Linked DNA regions of Mus musculus: all the other regions are linked to region 2. Evidence: chromatin contacts called from public promoter capture Hi-C data. All regions are on one chromosome and are shown on one strand. The core of a region is the stretch at or near the end of the contact, and the rest is flanking DNA. Distances in the headings are between cores, read along the strand shown.

Region 1 (3,060 bases), core at 136-2,635, 1.4 Mb before region 2:
TTCCTTTCCCCAGACCCGGCCGTCTTGTTTCAGGCTCTAGTTGATTTTGAGTCTTCTGGTGTCTCTCCCGGAGATGAGGTGTCGGTTTGCGGCCACTCGGTATGCGGTGTGTCTCCGGGAACCCAACCCACAGAGCTGGAGTCCCCGAGTCCCCGAGAGTGCAAGGTGTGTCCCCCTCCCCCTCCTCGCAGCGCCAGTGTCCCGGCCTTCCCGAGTACACCATGTACACTCTCGCCTGCAATAGGGGTGCCAGTGTCTCCGAGTCCCTGAGAGTACTAGTTATGTCTTCACCCCCACGGAGTGCCGCTGCCCCTCGCTCAGCGACTCAGCCATCCCTCCGCGTTTCCCAGAAAACTCTGACCGCTCGCGGCCTCCGACCCTCGCTTCTTTACTGGTAGCTCCGTGCGCCCCCTCCGAGGGTAAGGCGATCGCCACACTTCTCTCCCAAAGGACCCGGTTCCTCCTCCGGACCAAACAAGCCAGAAACCCCGCGGGCGGCTGTCGGAAAGTCCCGCAGCGGCCGCGCAGCCCCGGCCAGGCCGACCCCGCCACAAGGGGCCGCCCGCCCGCGCCCTCGATCCAGAGGCCCCGGACCGCGGCGTCGGCGCCCGCGGCTGGCCTCGTTCCCTTCGGCGGGTGCGGAGGCAGCAGCGGGAGCCAGCGCCCCACCGGCGCGGCGCCAGGCGCCCGGCAGAAAGATCAGTGGCCGCCGCCTCCCCGAGCGCTGCCCGGCCGGCCGCTCACCTTGTGGCTCTGGTAAGTCTCCAGCGCCCGGATCGCCGTCTCGGTGAGCTTCACATGCAGCACGGTGATGTTGTCCTGCCCCAGCCGCCCGCACGCCAGCCCGTACCGCTGCTCCTCCCGCAGTCCCGCAGCCCCCCCCGCCGCCATCTTAAACTCCCCGGGGTGCCACCGCGGACGCCGCTCGGGCTCCAGCCTCCACTGCGGCCGCGGCTGCTCGGGCTCCTGCAGCCGCCGCCACAGCTACGGCCATCCCGCTGCTGACGTACTGTCATATACTGCGCGCAGCTAGACCTCGGGCTTCCACAGCTGCGGGCCGCCCCACCCTCGAGCCCGCACCCCGCCCTGGACTCTGTTCATTGGTCTGAATCCCCACAGAGCCTCCCTCATTGGCTGCTCTTCACCTCAAGGGGGCGGGGCCCAAAGTCGCAGGAGTTTTGCTCTCAGGACGGGACGTCCGACAGAGGAGAGGTTGACGTCGGGGTGACGCGTCGAGTTAATCTTATCTGACGTCATGTCTCGTCTTGGCTCTCCTGCGGCGATTGGCTGGACCGATTTGGGGCAGAACCCTGCTAATTGGGTGTCAAGGTTACCAAGTGAGCCTAAGTCGGAGCCCCGCCCCTTGAGAGGTAATAGTGGACCGAACACATAGGTCAACCTGTTCTTGCGGTACGAAGTGAAGATCCCCATTCGGTAGGGGTGAAGGCAGGACAGATGACCAAGTACGGATTTTGTTTCCTGACAGCTGCACAAGCTTTGGGTCTTGATATGCTCTGTGGTGCAGACACCGTAGGCTGTCTCAAGAGAGCTTTTCCTTAAAAGGAAGTTCAGTACTGGGGTGGCACAAAGGTTTATTTATTTGTTTGTTTGTTTGTTTGTTTGTTTATTTTTAATTCCAGACTTGAAATTACCAAGTCAGCTGTAGTCTTCAGTAGTTGTGTGAGACTGTGTGGAAAACTTAAGCACAAAATTATACCAGTGCATTAAATGTGTTTTGAGTGGTGGTCATGATACAATAAATAGAGTTGGACCTTAGAGTCTTTCAAAATCAACTCATACATGTATGTGACTTCAAAGGAATAGAATATGCACTGGAGCTCATCATATGATCAGGGTTATGCCTTTTTATGGGTCATGGGGAAACCATACTGTTCGGGGTTTCTTCTTTCAAAGGCCCTTGAAGAGTATAACTGACCTTGAGGTAGGTAAAAAGAAACAATGATACCACCCATTCTCTGAGTCTTCTTTGAGATCTGTGTCTTTCATTGGTTTTATTTAGGCTAGGAGGTCTTACTGAGTTTAAATGGAGGAGGTAGAGGCCAAAGTGTAAGGAGGCTTGGCTTAGTTTCCACTTCAGTTTACACTGTGTGTGGGCATGGCTAAAGGAGGGTGCCTACAGCAATCCTCTTTAAGCTGTGTGCGGATAGACTAGATAGGTTTCCCCTGAGAAGGTCAATTAATTGGCTGATCAGAAACACAAGACAAAAAGCAAACAATTGCCAAGTTGAGGCTGGGAGATTGACTGTGGAAGGTAGGTTCTAGGCCCGCCTGGGCTTCAAACCAAGCCCTGTCTCAGAAAACAAGAGCAAAAACTAAACAAACAAACAAACAAGTGAAAGATTTAAAAGCAGGGATAGGCACTCTGTACAAATATCCCTTTTTGGCCGGGCGTGGTGGCACATGCCTTTAATCCCAGCACTCGGGAGGCAGAGGCAGGCAGATTTCTGAGTTCAAGGCCAGCCTAGTCTACAAAGTGAGTTCCAGGACAGCCAGAGCTATACAGAGAAACCCTGTCTCGAAAAACCAAAAAAAAAAAAAAAAAAGAAGATATCCCTTTTTGTTTTAAAAATCGAGACATTCATTATTGTAAAGCCCTACCATCGTCTTTCTGGATTTTTTTTTTTTTTATAGATATTTACATGGTATTTTTCTAGCTTTTAAATACAATTTGGGCTATAATTGCCTTTAATTCTATATTCACCCCACACCTTAGTAAATCCCCCCTTTTCCAGACCCTCAAGCATTCTATGAATGCTTGCTATGAAAGTCTCAGAAGGAATTCTTTCTGTAGTGTGGTTATTAAATAAAAGTCTGAGTATCAAGTCTAGTTTCATCAGATCACTTTGTAGCTTGTCCTGATTTCAGCCCACTGGTATGAGTTCTGTTAACCCATGGTTTCCACCTATTACTTTAGTGTTCGTATAGTGCCAGTTCACTTAAATTCATTGAATAAGGAAATTAAGGCAATAACAAGGGGGTGAATTAAGAAATGTACTTTTACAGGGCAAAATAAAAGCTTCATGTTTCATAAAACATGAA
Region 2 (3,276 bases), core at 45-2,544:
TTCTCTGTACTGGAAAACTTCCAGTTCAAGTAGGAAAATTATGATTAATATTTTTGTATTTCTGGTAAAGAGAAAAGGAGCCAGAGAGAGGACAGAATAAAAATAGATCTCAGATTCTAAATAAAAGAACCAGAAAAGTCTAAAAGATTATTCAAAAGTGAGATGAACAGTTTATGAGAAATTATAAAAAATGAATTCGCCAAATCCTGGAAAAAAAATCTACCTTTCTTAAAGAATTTTGTAGATTTTGAGGTAAATGTCAAAGCTATAAGATGTTTCTTTGAGCAATTTGAAAGTCTCTTAAGATGTCCTAAGAACAAGAGAAATGGAGCAGAAAACGATACAGTTGGGACTTGATCAGATCTATAGCTGTGCTAAATAATGGATGATTATCCACATGGAAGTTTCAGATGTACAAGGCCATACTCTTGGCCCTTGGTCTCTTCACCCTCTTCTTTAGTTATGGGGTAAACAAACCCCCCATAAAGACAGCATAGCAGTTCTTATTATAAGTCTGTCCCTGGATGAGGACTACAGGAAGGCTGGAATAATCCTATGGCAGAACGGAGTAATCTGTATCTTGAGCTATTCACAGTATTCAGATTTAGGTGGAAGGATGGCCTGACAGCCCGTGAATGTGACCGGTTGGTAGTTGCCCCAATGCTATGCATTTTCCCATTTAGGGACATTCCAAACTATAAAAGCACCATAGAATTAGTATCTAGAACGAAAGAAGGAATACTTATAATTAAAAGGAGTAACCACCAAAAGTACAGAAGTCCAAGTAAGGGGTGGAGAAAACACAGCTCTCACCTCAGGACCAAACCTCACTCGGGCCATTTACAAATGAAGTCACTGCAAACCTAGGGAGGCTGGGCATAAACCGATATAAGCAAGTGGGAAGGCAAGAAGGTGTAGTATGGACAGACGGACAAACTCCAGAGTGCACAAAATGCACTTTGCGTTTCCGCCGAGGACTTCATGCGGTTGGTGCACATCACATTCGCACTAAATACTAATGCAGACGTAAAGGGAAGCCGTCGGTCCAAGTGAAAGCTTTCACCACTTTCCGTTACAGGTCGAGGCGTTTTGTAAGCTTGGGTCGGCCCCTCATGGCGTGGTCTCTTCTGAGCTCACCCGCCGCAGCTTCGGGCTGAGACACACAGGAGGGCGGAGCGGGGTGGGGCTGAAAAGGAAAGGGACACCCAAGGCCGGGCAAGAGTAGGAGGCGGAGCTCAGACTAACCCCAAGGCCCTCCAGACGTTGCGTGGCAACGGACCACGCCTGCCAAGTGACTCAAAGGTGCGCGCTTCCGTTGTTCCCAGGAAGTTGTGGGCTCCTGGTCCTGCCCCATAACTGAGGCGGAAGCATAGCTTGTGGAGCTGGGCCGCGTTGCCGCTGTGCATCAGCCCATGGCTGCCTACTCCTACCGCCCAGGCCCGGGTGGTGGCCCCGGCCCTGCTGCTGGAGCTGCACTGCCAGACCAGAGCTTCCTGTGGAACGTCTTCCAGCGGTAAGGCCAGCGCCGCTCAGCTCCTTCGGCCCTTGGGTCGGTCCTCAGTTTTCAGGGCCTATTCTCCAGTCCTCCCTCTCCCCAGCCCTTCATCCCCCGACCTCCTTCCCAGTCCTTCCTACTCCCCTCCATCCCCGACTTTCTCTCTTCTACAATAGCACAGGGTTCAGGGTCATGTTGGCAGTGACTTTGCCCAGGGCCGAAGGGCGCGGAACAGTCGCCCTACAGGGTCAGGTGCTTGCGTTAGAAACAGGACAAATCTTGAATCAGGAAAACGGCATCAGTGAAAAGAGCTGGCTGCTATTGCATGTCTTCTGTCCCTGGCCGTCCTTCTGAATGACTGATTGTCTTTCCACTGACTCGTGCCAAAGAATGACTTATTCGTCCTAGAGAATCTTTCTTTACCTATTATGATGAACTGGTGCAGGTATAAATTAAGCAGACTTGAAGAGCTAACAGAAAGCTTGAAAGGAATAGAGAAAAGATGACTCAACCCCTCCTACTGCTTCTGGTTGTTCATTAGTCTCTGGCACACCTGGGGGCGTGTGACATTCCAGCTGAGCAAAGAGGAAGGTCTGGCCAGAGTAACATTCCAGACCTAGTGTAGATTGATGAAAATGATGTCTTGGCTATGTTTTATTTTTAATACTTCCTTTACATTTAATCACCAGCTTACCTGTTTTCTGTTTGTTTGTTTGTTTGTTTGTTTTTGTAGGGTTGATAAAGACAGGAGTGGAGTGATTTCAGACAATGAGCTTCAGCAAGCATTATCCAATGGTGAGTTGAAGCCTGATTCATTCACAGTAAGCAGTTTCCTTCCTGGAATTATTTCCAAAGAAGTCCTTAAGACTAAATTGCCATTACCGGTATAAGGTAAAGGTGTTTGCTAAGCTTCTGTGTTTGTATTTTCTTAATTATCATTGCTGCCTTACCGAGCTCCAGAACAAATGTATGTGAGCCTCTGAAATGGGAGCTATAGTGTAGACCTTGCCCAAGAGTGAAAAAGGTTAGCTCTGTGCAACAGAGGTCCCTCACTTATCTAGAAGGCCTTTGACCTGCTATCAGTCTTAGCAACTGTTCTGAAGAGGATCATCGGGGACACTGACAAATTGTCAGGTGACATTTAGAAGTAATTGCTTAGTTTTTGAAAGGCTTCAAGATGGTCCTTAGGTACTTTTGTGGAAGTATGTTTGCTATAAGAACTGCTAAAACTTGCCGGGCGGTGGTGGCGCATGTCTTTAATCCCAGCACTCAGGAGGCAGAGGCAGGCGGATTTCTGAGTTGGAGGCCAGCCTGGTCTACAAAGTGAGTTCTAGGATAGCCAGGGCTATACAGAGAAACCCTGTCTCGAAATAACAAAAAAAAAAAAACAAAAAAACAAACAAAAAAAACCCTGCTAAAACTTAAAAGAAGGGTGCACTGAGCTGGGGGTGCTGGAGAGATGGCTCAAAGGTCAAGAACACTGGCTGCTCTTCCAGAGGACCTGGGTTTAATTCCCAGCACCCACATGGCAGCTCACAACTGCACATAACTCCAATTCCAGAGGATGTGACACTCTCACACCAATGAGTGTAAAGTAGGATTATTTTTACTATAAAATACTATATTAATATTTTGTTGTATAATATGTTAACATACATTATGCACACACACATACATATACATATACATATAAACATTAAAACTCGGGGACCAGTTTAGGAAATAGAGATATGGGAGATGCTGTCAGCAGGAGCAAGGGGAGGTATTTGTATAATGTGAGG
Region 3 (3,140 bases), core at 253-2,752, 1.7 Mb before region 2:
ATCCACACACCCTCAGACCCTACTGGGCTCTTCTAGATGATACTGGCACCAAAGGCATGAAAAGCATCTTATGTGATACATTTATAGTCAGGACCAGAACTTTGCTCAAAGTTATCTGATATGCCTTAAATTGGTACTAATTCATCAACTGGACATATATTGACTGATTGATATCTGCCATGTATCAGGACCAATATGAGGATCTGGATAGATAATGAAAAACGACACATGTCTCCAGCCAAAATGATAGACCTTAGGAAAATGAGATTTCTACAGCAACCAGCAGGGTGGTACGAATCCTACCAAGTCCCCCTAATTCATGCATCTGTAGGTTGCAAACATTCCCACAGCTTGGGAAGCAACAGACACCCATTCCTCCCTGGCCCAAGACCAGGAAGTACAAGAAATTTTACTTTCACCATGATTAATTTGATGGATGCACAAACTGATGCTTCCAACGGGAAAAGTGAATTGTTTGTGAAATGAGGCTAAAAGTGGCAGCATTAAATCTAAACCATTTCCTGTGAACTGGATTTCTTTTTTAAAAATTGGCTGCTGTATGGTTTTCTTAGTCACCTTTTCTCTGGGCTTATTGGAGGCGTAGTCCCTCCCAGCAACCTCCCATCTGCTGGAAAACAGAATCAGGAGACAGAGAAGCCCGCGTGACACATCCATCACTAGAAGAAAATACTAGGAAGGACTCAATCCATGAACCACCATTTGTATAAAAATCTGGTAGTACTGTCTTCAGACTGACAAAATGAGTTTTGCATCACTGAGAGGAGAGAGCGGCTGCCATCCCCTGATGCTAGTAAAGAGAGTACTGGAAAGCATCTGCAGACCTCTCTGTTCCTAATTGCCAGGCAAAGGGAGGGCCCATAGTTCTCTCCGGATTAAAGTCCTAGCACTGCAGGCAGAGGAAGGTATACCCCTATCAAAGGCTCACCTAATGACTCTGCTCAAAAAGCTATTACTACTATTTAGGACTGGTTGTAGTTCTGTGGTAGACTGCTGGCCCAGCAGGGTCGGAAGTGGAGAAATAGAGGAACCCTGCTTGGTTTCTTGTGTCCTTGTATTTCTCAAGCTAGCGCAGACGTATGGCATTACAAAAAAAAAAATTCTTTTCTTTTTTTTTTTATCAAAAGTAGCATTTGTAATTTTTCCTGTTAGCAATCACACAATTAATTGTTGGGGGTGGGGATACTATCTCAGCCGAGGAACTATCTATCTCATAATTGATTCTGAGTTAACATTAGTTAGCCTTTGCAGTGGTCACATGCACAACTTTCTTTCTGGCTATATGTCACAGGGCAAGATTTCCAGAGCCTAGAGGTCCACGGATGCCACTGAGGGAGGCGGCTGTGTGGATTAGAAAGATGCTCTGCTGGGATGGGGGGGGGGGCAGTGGGGAGGGGGAGGAAGCGAAAAGCGGAGAAGGTGGAGAATAGGGATCATGTGTGTTCCTCGAATATACAACCCACATTTGAGTGACAAATACCAAGAACAACCTATACAAACAACTAAGCGCAAATCCACGCGTATCCATCTCACCCTGGGTGTGTGTGCTTTTTCAACTAACTTTGGGAAATCGCCGAGACCCAGCGGTGTGGCCCGCGCCACCTCTCATAGACTTTGGCCTTTTAAGCGGTATCTCTCTTTCCTCCGGATTAAGGATGGAAGATCCTTTCAGCCTCGCAATTCTGAATCCCGCATCCAACCTTTCTGTACCCACTCAGCCAAGCTGGAGTCTCAACCTGACTTCTGAGCAAGGAGCCTCTGTCCCAGGACCGCATTCGCCTCCACGCGGGCCACCCAGCCACCGGATCCATCTGGTCTTCTTGGGGATCATCCTGGTGGCCGCGGTAGCTGGCAACACCACTGTGCTCTGCCGCCTGTGCGGCGGTAGCAGCGGACCCTGGCCGGGTCCCAAGCGTCGCAAGATGGACTTCCTGCTTGTGCAGCTAGCAGCGGCTGACCTGTACGCAAGTGGAGGAACAGCATTGTCGCAGCTGGCTTGGGAGCTGCTGGGCGACCCGAGACCGGCTCTGGGCGACTTGGCTTGTCGCCTTTCCCATCTGCTGCAGGCATCGGGGCGGGGCGCCTCCGCCCACCTGGTGGCGCTCATTGCCTTGGAGCGCCAGCTCGCGGTGCGCATTCCTCAGGGCCCTCAGTTGCCAGCACGTGCCCTGGCTGCCCTGAGCTGGCTGCTGGCTCTGCTACTGGCGCTGCCTCCGACCTTCGTGGTGCGCTGGGATGCTCCTCCATCTTCAACCGCCAATGCCTGGCCAGGGAAGCATTGCTGCAGGGGCATCTTCGCGCCCCTGCCGCGCTGGCACCTGCAGGTCTACGCGCTCTATGAAGCTATCGTGGGCTTCGCGGCGCCGGTCGCTCTCTTAGGCTTCTCTTGCGGCCACCTGCTGTGTGTCTGGTGGCAGCGTGGGTCTCAGGCTCCGGTGGCTAGGATGCCCTGGTCGCCCAGTATGGCCAGAGCCTCCTTGCCCAGCGCGTTGCCCCAAGCCAAGGTGCAAAGCTTGAAAATGAGCCTGGCGCTGGCACTGCTCTTCGTGGGCTGCGACCTGCCCTACTTCGCCGCTCGCTTGGCAGCCGCCTGGTCATCGAAGCCCGCGGGTGACTGGGAGAGAGAGAGCCTGGTGGCGGCGATGCGCGTCCTAGAGGTGGCCAACAGCGCCATCAACCCTTTGATCTACCTTTTCTTCCAGGCGGGCGACTGCCGTCTCTGGCGGAGGCTGCGGAGGCGCCTAGGAGTTCTGTGCTGCGTGCGGGAGGAAGAAGCCGATATCAGCGAATGGGCTGGGGACCACCAGGCACTCCACCGCCATCGCTGGCCCCACCCTCATTATCACCATGCCCGGCGGGAGGAGCGGAACCAGGGCTGCCTGCGCCCACCCCCGCCACGCCCCAGACCGCCGCCCTGCTCCTGTGAAAGTGCCTTCTAGGAACTGCTGAACGGACAGGTCCTTGGCCACTGTAGCACAGCCTTCAGACAACGGAGGGTGTAAGTGATCTGCCTAAGTCACCAAGAGTGGAACTGTCTGCAGGAACTACTGAAGCGGCCCGCATCCTGTATGCGACAGTTATTTCCTTCTAGTAAGGGCATGATTTTCACTTCCCGTTAGTTT

What was found. Promoter capture Hi-C pulls out the DNA fragments that hold promoters and counts their contacts.
Region 1: a promoter capture Hi-C map of pre-B cells shows a contact between it and region 2, with 7 times the contacts expected there. The contact joins the promoter of 1700037F03Rik here to the promoter of Pdcd6 in region 2. A contact is called at or near these places in 3 of 39 promoter capture datasets (cranial neural crest, hippocampal neurons and pre-B cells), 1 of 484 Hi-C or Micro-C datasets (uterus) and 1 of 9 other capture datasets (adipose tissue).
Region 3: a contact with region 2 is called in a promoter capture Hi-C map of liver, with 4 times the contacts expected there. The contact joins the promoter of Gpr150 here to the promoter of Pdcd6 in region 2. A contact is called at or near these places in 4 of 39 promoter capture datasets (hippocampal neurons, liver and pre-B cells).

What each region holds. Positions count from the first base shown.
Region 1 is chr13:75,705,482-75,708,541 of GRCm38.p6, reverse strand. 1700037F03Rik (a long non-coding RNA gene) reads left to right here and starts at 1,385. Exons shown (of 3, transcript XR_873683.1): 1 at 1,385-1,463. Ell2 (elongation factor for RNA polymerase II 2) reads right to left here and starts at 1,058. Exons shown (of 12, transcript NM_138953.2): 1 at 745-1,058. The coding sequence starts at 891.
Region 2 is chr13:74,315,344-74,318,619 of GRCm38.p6, reverse strand. It overlaps Pdcd6 (programmed cell death 6), which reads left to right and starts at 1,294. Exons shown (of 6, transcript NM_011051.3): 1 at 1,294-1,513; 2 at 2,229-2,290. The coding sequence starts at 1,413.
Region 3 is chr13:76,055,358-76,058,497 of GRCm38.p6, reverse strand. Gpr150 (G protein-coupled receptor 150) reads left to right here and starts at 1,502. Exons shown (of 1, transcript NM_175495.2): 1 at 1,502-3,140. The coding sequence starts at 1,674. The coding sequence ends at 2,957.